Regions from separate parts of the Mus musculus genome. Here region 2 is linked to region 1. The links are chromatin contacts, called in public HiChIP or PLAC-seq maps. All regions are on one chromosome and are shown on one strand. The core of a region is the stretch at or near the end of the contact, and the rest is flanking DNA. Distances in the headings are between cores, read along the strand shown. Region 1 holds the start of Cyyr1 (cysteine and tyrosine-rich protein 1). Region 2 overlaps App (amyloid beta (A4) precursor protein).

Region 1 (5,874 bases), core at 498-2,997:
ACCACAAAGTGTTTGCTGAGTTTGCTTGGTTTTGGTGGGAGGTGGTGTGGGCACTTATGGAGTATGGATTGGTGTTAATGTGTGTTGTGAAAATGTGACCCTCAAGGAGGAATGTATTTTAGTGCTACTGACGTAAATAAAATGTAAACGTCAAAAAAAAAAAAAAAAAGAAGCTTAACACCATGTTTTAAACTGTAGGACAATAATAATAATAGCACTGCAGATGTTATAACTGGAAGCAGGGAAAAAGGAAATTATTAGTGGGGCAGGTATTTCTGGGCAGGGGACCTACTTCTAATGACAACTATAAAGGTCTAAAGTCAGACAGAAAAACAGGATAAAATCAGAATAGATGGCTCAGCACCCAGAAGGCTTGCTGAACACCCAGACCAGCTGGGTTTGTTCTCTGAGATCCACATAGGAGAAGAAAAAGAAAGCTGTCCTCTGGCCTCTACATGTGCACACAGCATCCCTGCCTTAAATGAAATAAACATGTGAAAATGTTTTTCCAGAGTGGGATAGATTTGAATGATGACACTAAAACTTCACTGTGTTTAGCTGGAGGTGAGAGTGGGAACCGGTCAGGCTTCTCTTGGAGCAGTGGATGACAGGCTCTTCCTCAGGCAGTAAATCTAGTTAGGGATTCTATATATTCCCAGCCTATGGTCTATGGCTCTCATCCACTGGGAAACATTTTTCCAAGATGATAGACTAAATTAAGGTGCAGATACATTTAGCTTTTAAAGTGCGTATTGCTTCCTAAAAGCAGTATTTCTAGTTACTTGGTTTTATACTTACAGGTAATGTCTTCCATTCAATTTAATCTTTTAAAAGTGTAGTGAGTTGGCTGTAAAAATCTCCTGTCCTTACACACTCACTTTCTGTATGAACTTTGGAAGCCAATTTACCTGCAAAGCTTCAGGTTGGCAGTCCTATTAAGATCTAATTTATCCTCAAATTTGCAGAATAATCGAGGAAAACACATTATTTTACTGGCTTTTCTTAGTGAAGAGAAATATTTTCTTTTATTTTTTTTCTCTGTTTTCCTTTCTGCATAGAATTGAGCATTTCCATTTACAAAGAAAAAAATTGATTTAGAAAAGAGTTTCTGCCTTGATTGATTTTTCTATACAATTGTACAAGTTACTTGCTAATATTTAAATTCAAAATTTTATAATTGTATTTTCTTTCTCTTATCTAATTGCATAGGACAGTAACTCCAGAGCAGTAGCAGTGGCCAGACACCTCTTGTTTCATTCGTTTTCCCTGAATTTGCTTGAAACGCTTCAAGTGTGTGATAAATAGACATTTTACCAGCTTTCTGGTGAGAAAAGCTTTTCCGTCTAGTTTGTATAGTTACATATTCTTCGTTCCTTTTAAATCTGGAAACTCCCATCTTCATTTGTTTAGACAGGAAACCAAAGCCTCCATCTATTCCTTCGAAAACTAAATAAATAAAATAAGAGAAAGAAAAAAAAGAAGAAGAAAAAGGGATGGGGAGTGTTGTGGCCCAGAGAGGACAATAGACCTGTGGAACCAGGGGGTAGGCTAAACTGTAGCAAAAGCCAAACAACTCAGAAGTTCCTTCCTGCTGGAGCCAAGCACCCTGCCATTCTATAGAGGAAAACTCAGCGAAGTGGGGAGGAGTCCGTCACCTCCCCACCCCCATCCGACTTTGGTGCCACCCTCATAGATGAAACCTGAACCTGGGTGGCCAAGGACGCCAGAGAAGCTGCCGTTTGCTTGCCAGGGCACAGCACCTTTGGGCAGAACATAAAGCCCCTGCGGCAGCTCACCCGGGCTAGGACCACCAGCGCCCAGCTGCCCTGCAGCCGGCCGGATTCGCCAAGGCTGGGGTCATGGCCAGGGCGGCTTTGGACCCTGCTCTCAGGACCACATCCCTGTTCTCCTGACCGCCCTGTATCCTCCGCATCGCTGCTGGGGTTCACTCCAGTCGCTCCCAGGTCTACCGGTCTCTGTCCTAGAGAGCAGCTTGGGGCCACCGGCTTGGATGGACGCGCTGAGGCTGCCCCGGCGTCCAGGGGTCCTGCTTCCGAAGTTGATCCTGCTCTTTGTTTATGCAGGTCAGTGGCAGTGGGAACAGGGACAGAGGGTCCAGCCAGGGGCGTGGGGCCAACGCAGGAATGTAAAAGGGTGGCGATTCCCCTAGGAGGCAACACCAGACAGCCGCAATCTCAAACACCATCTCTCCTTTAACATTACTAATTTGCTGGTTTGCTTTCTTTTTTGTTTGTAAAGCAACTCAAAAGCTCGCATTTAAGGGGATTTAACCCGGCTAGTGTAAAAGTGTAAAGACACGGCCAGGATTTAAATGAACTTTGGTCTAGGGCCGCCAGAGACTCTTTAAAATACTTGAAACATAAAGGTGAAGTTATTCAAAATAAACGCATTAGTGACTCTTACATTTATCGCAGGCTACTGACATCTGGAATAGTCCATTTTCCCCTCTTTTAGAAGTCAGTTACTTTAGACATGTCCCGTATTTTGTTTGTTTGTTTGTTTGTTTTTGTTTTAGAAGCTCCACAAAATCGACTGAACAACTGTAGGCTCTGAGCTATACGGTCTGGGCGAAATAGGATTTCGCCAGGCAAATATGCTTTTCTTTTTTAAATGTGATTAAGCACCTGTTTGTGAAAGGCCTCTCGTTTCCCTCCTTATAATTATTCGTAGTGGCAATTGCTGATAATTAATGAAGCAGAGTGCTTTCCTTGTTCTAAGCTTGATAGAGAGCCTTATGTGGCCTTTCAGGGCTTACTCAAGTATAAATTTAATTACATGTGCGCTCCTTGCATCCTCGTGTTCACAGACAGTACAAGCTTAAAGCATCTTGTGTTTCTAACTTTCTAAGACAATGAATCACAGGCTGACCTAGGCGTAGGCCGAGCTGTTCAGCTCCCCTCACTTGCCAAGACAAGACACTCCAACTGAAAGGAAGATGTCCTTCAGCCTCCCTCCTTACAGCAAAAGAATTGAATTTCACCATTGTATCAAGATAATCAAATCCATTACCCTGATCTGACAGAAAGAAGTCCTTGCTGGCTGAAAATTTTAATCTATTAAGATTCAGACGAGGGCCTGGGGTTGAGCACTGTTAGGCAAGTACTTACCTAACATAAACAAACAAAAAGGCTTGGGTTCAGTCCCCTGCACTGCATTAAGCAGCTGTGGGAGGCCCACGTGTAAGCCCAGCACTGGGGAGGCAGAGGCAGGAAAGTCAGAAGTTCCAGGTCAAGGTTAGCTGTATGGTTAGTTTAAGACCACACCCTACCCCACAGGAGACCCTGTCCTTAAAATATTTTAAAAAGCAAATTGGTATCTAAAAGTTATCATATTAAAGATGATATAGGGGAAATGCTGACTTTCTAATATAAAAATTAATACAAGTAGAAAGAGTACTTCTTTCTTGGTGACAATTATTCCAATTCTAGTGATTGTAGCATTTCTGCTGTTTAGATTGTGCTCAGTGTTTCTGTCGGAGGCACTAAGTATCCATGGTCCTCTTGGTCAGTTTGAATCAACATCTCACTGCTAGTTTCTTGAAAACAATGATGATTCTCCCCACCACTTCAGCTTATCAAAGTAACACACACACACACACACACACACACACACAAAGAAATAGCAAGAAGCAAATGATGCAGCGGGTGATGCTGTTGCCTTGACTCAGGATCTTCATGGGGCCACGGCTTCTTTGTTCTGGGTCTCTTCATGGTAGGCTGCAAGGCTGCTCTTGCCCCTTTCCCTTTCTCTGATCTTCACGCACAGCTCTTCCAGTGTTCAGGGAACCTCATCAATGGACCAATGGGTGGTGGCTAGTGAAATGGTTTCTATAGGTAGTTTTTGCTTTCCCTAGGCTTCTATTTAATCAGCTACAGAGGAGTTGCAAGCCCAGCACTAGGGTGGCTTGCTGGCTCATTTGAGAAATGTTGAGTTCTCTGGTGAAAATTCCCGAACCTCCTATTTCAGAGGCTCTTTTAAGGTTACCACCTTTATTTGATGCTGGAGCAGAGAGTTTTCGGTGGATGGTAAGGTGAGCTCATAGATCAGTTTAATGTGGGAAAGCATGCATCATGGCACAGGTACAATCTTGTACCGTGTTATCAAAGAAGGGGGCCATATTGCTATTTCAAGAGAGTAAGTCCCCATGGGAGATGCTTATTATGGTCACCAAGAGAACCTCCCAGGCGAGCAAGGCTACTAGACCACAGAAGAGCTCAGCCAAATTCAGGCAATAACTTACGAAATCTGAATGAGGAAAGCAAGCAAGACCGAGACATTTAGAAACTAGGAAAGCCCTGGACCAAGAAAACTTTAGGATATAGAATTCACATATGCTGCGTGGTAAAATGGGTAATCTCAGCAATGGATAGCTCAGTTTGGTTGGAACTGAGACATGATGGACACACGTGTTGTGGTTAAACGCCCGGACACTCTAATAAGTGAATTCTAATAAGTGATTTCACAACACAGAAAATCTCTTAAGTGGATACATTGACCATGGCCTAGTTATATTGCACAAAACAAATGTAATACATTCATGTTCTGTTTGGTTCAGCAAAGTTAAACAAATAGTAATTTCTTCTAGGCTTAATACATTGGGGGGTTTTTTGTGTCTTTTTGGTTTTGGCTTTTGGTTTTTAGGGCGTTTTGTTTTGTTTTTTTTTAGTAACTTTTGGAAGGAGATCCAAATGAAGTTTTACATTATTGTACAACTCCCACTGCAGGCTACAAAGACAGGATTCGATCAAGGTTTTACCTTCGGGGTCTCAGACCCTTCTTTTCTTCCTCTCAGCTTCGGCTATAGCTAGCAGAAGCCATTTCTAAGCAAGGGATTCAAGCCAGATAGAGCTATCCTGTGCTCCTGTACTCCACACTCCTGAAGTTGGGTGGGCAGGATGCTGGGGGAACCTTCCAGATCACACCTTTCATGAAAAAGTACTTGAAGACAGTCTGACTTCGTTTTCAGGGATATTAATTTGGATATTAGGAATAGTTGTTTATTATTTTTCAAGGGCAACTAGACTGTTCCATTGTTTCACAAAGGAAAAACAGCCCAATATGGTATGCACTGTGATCTCCACCAGATTATTCTCATATGAGAAAAATTGACTATGATAGCACCGTTAGCTTGGGGGTCTGGTTGAAGGAAGGGCTTTGATTGTGAGGACATTCGTCAATTCTGGGAAGCAGACAGCAGTGCTAGAAAATACCATAAAAACAATGAACTGTGTGTAACGTGGATGTTTGCTGCAGGAATTACCCTGCTTCGTGGCTAGAAACGTTAGGGCTTGGTTTCCTGTAAAGCTGACTCTCAGTGTTTTGATAACACGGTGTCCTCATGTCAGTAGTAACAGTAAGGAGTGCAATGGGGCAGTTGAATCATTCAGTTCCTGGGAAGCTTAATTGGAAGTCAGGGCTCCCAGCCAGCACCAGGAGTAATGGGATCTTCACTTCATGATCTCGATAGCTATTAAGAACAAAACAGCAGCATAGCCCTGCTAAGCTCTGCAGAGAGCTGACTTGTCTAGATACCTGAATCGATTGAACAACAACAACAACAAAAATCAAGCTGAAGGAATTCACAAAGGACACTAACAGCATAGGAAGCCTAAACAATTTCGGTGCCCTAGCTGGAAGAGGTGCCATATACCTCAATGTGCAGAGGGTAAAGTCAAGAGATCTGGGGTTAAAGGACATCTTCAGCATTCAGATATCCAGTCCAGCCTGGGCTACACCAACCAGACAAACAAACAGTGATGTATTTTCTTGAAAATACTGTTGTTGGTGTTGTAGCTTCTTTCTTGGAGCTATATGATCGATCACATTTCTCGTGTGGATTTAAGTAGAATAACA
Region 2 (5,520 bases), core at 1,673-4,172, 560 kb after region 1:
ATAATATTTAGCGTCAGTCTTCACCTTAAATGGCTCTTCTCAAGATGATGCCCTTGAGGGCTAAGGCCTCCATGGATTTCATCGGGGATCCAGTTCAGCCCACACCACTTAGCTGGGTCAGTCCTTTGGCTAGGTCTAATGTCCTCCCTCTCTGTTGACCCTTACCCTTTAGCCACTTACAGCGCATGTGCTCTTTATTCTAAAAGCTATACACAGAAGCCATGACATATAGTAGTACTCTTAATTTTTAATTTTTTGACATCTTGAATTGGAATAGAATTACATCAATTCTCCAACCCCTCTCAGCATCCCTCCCTCAATCCCCTTCTATGCTACCCCAGTCTTAGGTTGGTAGTCTCCTCTTCAAATCCAAAATAAATACTCTGGCCACCATTTTTTTTATGTTATGAAGCCTGAGAGTCACAAACAACCCAGCACTGCTCGCTAATCGTGCACTCCATGGCCCAATCTAGTCATCCTATAAAAACAACAGCATGACCTTCAGGCTTTTTGAAGATAGTTTTGTGCAGACCCAGTTTGTCCAGTGTGAGCCCTAAGTTGAAATCATCAGGCTAAATTGCACGGCTTCCTCCAGCTGTCCCGGCTTCTCTAAATGGAGTCCCTGGGCTTGAGTGCAGAGTGCAGTTCTCCTGCCTCTGTGATGGTGGTGTCATCACTCTGAGTGCAGTAAGATCTAAAACTCGCCTGGTATTTGCCACATGTCTTGGTGCCAGGCACAACTCAGCTTCTCCGGCTCCCCAGGAAGGAAGTGACATAGCCGCTGTGTACGAGGTGCTTGAATGAGGCTACTCCATTTTCCTGCTGACTTGAAGAATCTGCAGACACTTCCCCCAAATACTCCCATGTTTAAATCAAACAGCTACATGTCTTGAATCTTCACCCTACACGTGAAAAAAAAAAGATTAATTTCCATATTACGAAACTGTAAAAGGTTTTAAGCGCCTTTCCTTCCTGTGAGGCTGATAAAGGAGTGAATTTGTAAACTGCGGCTGGGTTAATTAGCCAGGGTTAATTAATGTTTACCACACTGGGACGATGAAAAGAGGTGTGTAAATGCACAGTAATGCGGGTCATTTTTCAATTTATTGTTGAAGCTTACGGTGTGTGTGAGTGAGGACAACATAAAGCGCATGCGTGTTTCAGAGGGCTACTGATGCTCTGCGGTAATTATGAGGCGTAGGCTTCTAAGTGGATTAATTACATGTTCCTGAAGACGATCACAGGCTAATAGTGTTTATTTAGGGACAGGCTGCTGTTTCAAGTTGAACTATTTGGAGAGCTGGGTGAGGTGAGGAGAGGCTAACTGTGTGGGCATGAAAACAGCATTTTAAAGTAACCTTTAAAAATAAATAATAGATAGATTTCTAGAGTCGTGTATTTTCAAGAGAGCCCAAAGAGTCTTAGGTGAAGTCCTGGATTAAAGCTGGGAAGTACAGATACTAGAAGCAGTTTGAAGAGATTGGAATATAATCTCCTATGAACTGGGTAGATATCCCTCAGTGTTGGGAGTTTAGGACCAGATTCCAGGACACGCCCACCTCAGGAATCCCCAAATTCATGGATGCTCCAACTCCTTATATAGACAGTTTGTATTTGTATAGGACTTATGAGCATCTTCTTGGGGGCTGGAGTGATGGCTCAGTGGTTCAGAGCACTGACTACTCTTCCAGAGGTCCTGAGTTCAGATCCCAGCAAGTACATGGTGGCTCACAACCATCTGCAATGAGATCTGATGCCCTCTTCTGATGTGTCTGAAGACAGCTACAGTGTACTTCCTGAGCATCTTCTTGTGTGCTGCTCATAAAACCTAATCCATTGCCACTGCTCAGTCAACACTCACTACCCTGTAATGTTTTGAAAACAGCATGGTAAAAGCCCTATTTGTGTTCAATACAGACACAGTGAGTGTTTTCCCATTAACTTTTGATCTGAGTGCCGGAGAGTTGGCTTAGTGGATAAAGTCTTTGCTATGAACACGTGAAGACCTGCGTTCTGATCCCCAGGGCCGTGTCAAAAGCAGGAATGACAGCATGCACCTATAATCCGGGCCCTAAATGATGGAAAGAGAAGTGTCTGAGGAATAGGACATCCTAGTGCTTGTGTGGGTCCTTTCCTGTCAGCCTTGAGTTCTTTGCATGCGAAGAAATTGAGTTAGTTATTTCTGGCACTGGTCTGGAAATATCGACAAATGAGTATCAGTGAGCTCACCACGTAACTCGTTTGAGTCTCCTTGTTCCAGATTCTTACAGGGATTTCTTCCCACTCCTCACCTCTGTGCACTGAGTGCCTTCCTGAAGGCAGGTCGATTCCACCCCTGGCCAAACCCCTAACGCTTAGCACTTGCCATTTCCAGGCTTGGATGCTATCTTACTTTTTCTGTTGCTGAGATAAAGTACCCTGACCAAAGCAGCTTAAGGGAGAAAGGCTCTATCTCCGCTTGCAGTCCAAGGACACAATGGATCAAAGCAGAGCAGCCAAAGCTGCAGGTCACTTGACATCCAGGACGAGGAAGTGGAGGGTGGTGATTGGTCGGTTCTTGTTAATTTCCCTCTTTGGCCTAGTAGGACCCAAGCAGAGAAAGGTGTGACCCACATTTAGGGTAGGTCTACCTTCTGTTAACCTAATGAAACCGATCCCTCCTAGGCAGGCATGGAGGCTAACTTAATCTAAATAATCCTTTGTCTCCTTGGTTACTCCAGAGCCTATCAAGTTGCCAGTTGGCGTTATTCTTCATCACAGTCTCCTGGGCCTCGTTAAGGGACCATGTGAATGAGTTTCTGCTGGAGAGAAAGGGCCATCGCCATAGCTAGGAAAGCAAGATTTCGTTAAAGACAAACAGGCCAGTGTACAGAAGAGCATACTGGATGTGTTTAGGGTTTCTAAAATATGCATACATTAGCATTTAAATGAGCGGTCATGCCTACAGAGATGTATTGTGTATAAGGAACATAGCCCTCCATTGTGATGACCTGTGTATTTAGGCACATTTTCCACACTGAGCCCTTATTTATCAGCATATCTTTTAGGGTCTCCCCATGAAATTGTCTACAGATGTTGGCATCTTCCTTTCTACCACGAGCTCACCATCTTTTGACCCAGTTTTTTCATCCCCCTGAATATAGTAGTTGTCCGTCCCTCATCAACTGGAACTGTACTGAGCTCTCTTCCTGGCCCAGCAGTGTGTGATTCCCATTCCATACATCTGCTGTGGTCTTGAGCAGGCCAGGCAGGGTTCTCTTCCAAGTCTGAGGGAGAGCACTTGAGAGCCTGGGCCACTGCATAGCTACAGTTGTATAAGTCGCACAGGACCCTGCTATAACGGACAGCAGTCATGGAAACCACAGTGAAGAGTTGTCTGCAGCTGCACAGCCATGAACAGCAGTCCTGTGGCCATGCCAGCATGGCCACCCGCCCCTGCTTCTCTCTCTGATGTGTTTGAAGACGCACACCATTGCTGAAGTCCAAAGCACGTGTGGCAGAGCCAGTCATGGGCTGTGCATGTGACTCACTCGCCTCAAAGAAAATGTTATGTCCATTTGTAAGGAGAGAGGTTGATTTCCTTACCAGCTGTCTCAGAGGTGGCTCGGAGCTCAAGTGGGGATGAAAGAACCCCAAGTAATGATGCCCAGAACACCCTACAGGAGCCGAGAAGGAGCCACGGGACTCCGGGCTCAATTAATTTTTTTTTTCATCTCTTACTCTACGTTTGTTTTTTTATTGGTCCACACTAAAAATTAGTTTTTCATAATAATAGATGGTGCTATTATAAATATTCTGACCTTTTACTTTTAAGCAAATATACGTCAACACCAAGTATTCCAAAGAGCCCCAGTAAAATGAAAATTAAGGATCTAACTGGAAAGATTTCTTCCCCATAAGTCCATATTTATATGTCCCCAAACCTAATAGTAGTCTCAAAGATGTCATTCTCTATGGCCACAGCCATAAAGATTAAATAAGAAAACAAGACGGGACATCCTCTTGGAGTTGGGGGAGGAGGTATGGGATGAGGAACAGTCAGAGGGTGGACTGGGAGGGGAGCTAATGACTGGACTGTAAAAAAAGATTCAATAATAATAATGATGATGATAATAATAATAAATAAGTAGATAAAATAATTTCTAAAAGACAAAAATGAAAAATAAAAATGTGAGTTAAATGTATAGTGGCCTCCTAGTGCTAGATTTTCCACCGTGTGATTCATTTTCCAAGCAAGTACATCCGTGTAATTTACACGTATGAGCATTAGAACTTCAGCCCACAGAACTTTCTTTCAAAGACCAGTGCTGTAGTGTGAAAACTCTGCAGTCAGGGCCCCAGGTGGCTGACATCCCAGGGGGATTAAGACCCCCTAAAGTGGTTGGAAATAAGATCGGGACCTTGGCCCAAGTTCCATAAATAAACACGGAAAGGGAAGCTTTTTAATCCTTTTGCCAAGGCCAGGGAGCCTGGCTGTGTTTTCATCTTGATTTCTGGCTAATGCCGGTTGATAGAACGGAGCTGTTTGATGTAGGAGTTTGAAAGCCACAAGGAAACTCCTCTTCAAGGGAAAGGCACTTCTTCTGAAACTTCAGTCTAGACCAGACGATGGTATTTCAGGAAAATGTCACTTGCAATAAGGAGTAGTTTTCACAAGTGATGCTCCGCCTTCTGTGAGTCCTCTCTGGGGACAGTTGCCTACCATAAGTGGACGGAACACACCCCCATTTGAAACTCTGTGGCCAGGAAACTTCTACACAAAAATAAACCTCGATCTAGACATGAGTCTGTACTTAGACTCTGGGCAATTCTCGAGATTGATAGTGTAGCTCCAGATAAAAGAGCTGCCTTAATTTTCTAGACGCGGAGGTTTGTGGGGAGAGCTCATTGCTAAGTGATGTCTATAGAGGTTTTCCCCCCAGTTTGGGAAACAGTCCTACAATGATCATTCTCTCTCAGCCACTGAGGTAACCTGATCACTCCACTTCATTTGGGCACAGAAAAGATTTGTGGGGCAGAGCCCAACTCAAATTCAGATTGTTTAACTTCTCTTAACTGTGAAGTAGGGTGTTGAAGCCTAGTGGGGGTTCCTATGGCAACCAAACAGCCTCCTCTTAGATTGGTTACTTTTCTCCTTGCAGAGACAACATCTGACAAGAACCAATTTGAAGGAGGAAGGGATGGGGTTTGGCTTGCAGTTTAAGGGGAGATAGCATGCCTGGTGGCAGGAGGCAACTGTTCACATAGCATCCAAAGTCAGGAAGTCAGGAGAGGGAACAGGAAGTAGGACTGGGCTGTTAAGTGTTCAAGGCCCACCCTCAGGGACTGACTTCCTTCTTCTGTGAGGCTTCACCTCCAAGAGTCAGCAAACTGACTCTTCCCTGAGAGCACCAGCAGCGATGAGCTAAGTGTTCAGGTCCATGAGGCTGTGCGGGATCATCCACGTTGATATGGCAGTTCCCACAGTATTTCATGAGATGGACATTGAAGAAGGGAAAGACAGTGAGTGTTCCTGGGGGA

What was found. HiChIP or PLAC-seq counts read pairs in DNA pulled down with a chosen protein or histone mark.
Region 2: an H3K27ac HiChIP or PLAC-seq map of neural progenitor cells shows a contact between it and region 1, with 6 times the contacts expected there. The contact joins the enhancer-like site here to the promoter of Cyyr1 in region 1. A contact is called at or near these places in 1 of 484 Hi-C or Micro-C datasets (the N1E-115 cell line), 3 of 115 datasets of contacts at active chromatin or transcription factors (cardiomyocytes, heart atrium and neural progenitor cells) and 2 of 9 other capture datasets (adipose tissue and embryonic stem cells).

The regions. Positions count from the first base shown.
Region 1 is chr16:85,546,246-85,552,119 of GRCm38.p6, reverse strand. Cyyr1 (cysteine and tyrosine-rich protein 1) reads left to right here and starts at 1,747. Exons shown (of 4, transcript NM_144853.3): 1 at 1,747-2,084. The coding sequence starts at 2,012.
Region 2 is chr16:84,985,308-84,990,827 of GRCm38.p6, reverse strand. All of the region lies in intron 13 of App (amyloid beta (A4) precursor protein), which reads left to right. Among named protein-coding and RNA genes, the nearest start is that of Gm10791, 16 kb to the right of the region's middle. Within about 2 kb of position 2,922, at least 15 of the 459 cell types and tissues checked have an H3K27ac peak or open chromatin away from gene starts, as enhancers often do. A contact at or near this core is called in neural progenitor cells, where this site is marked.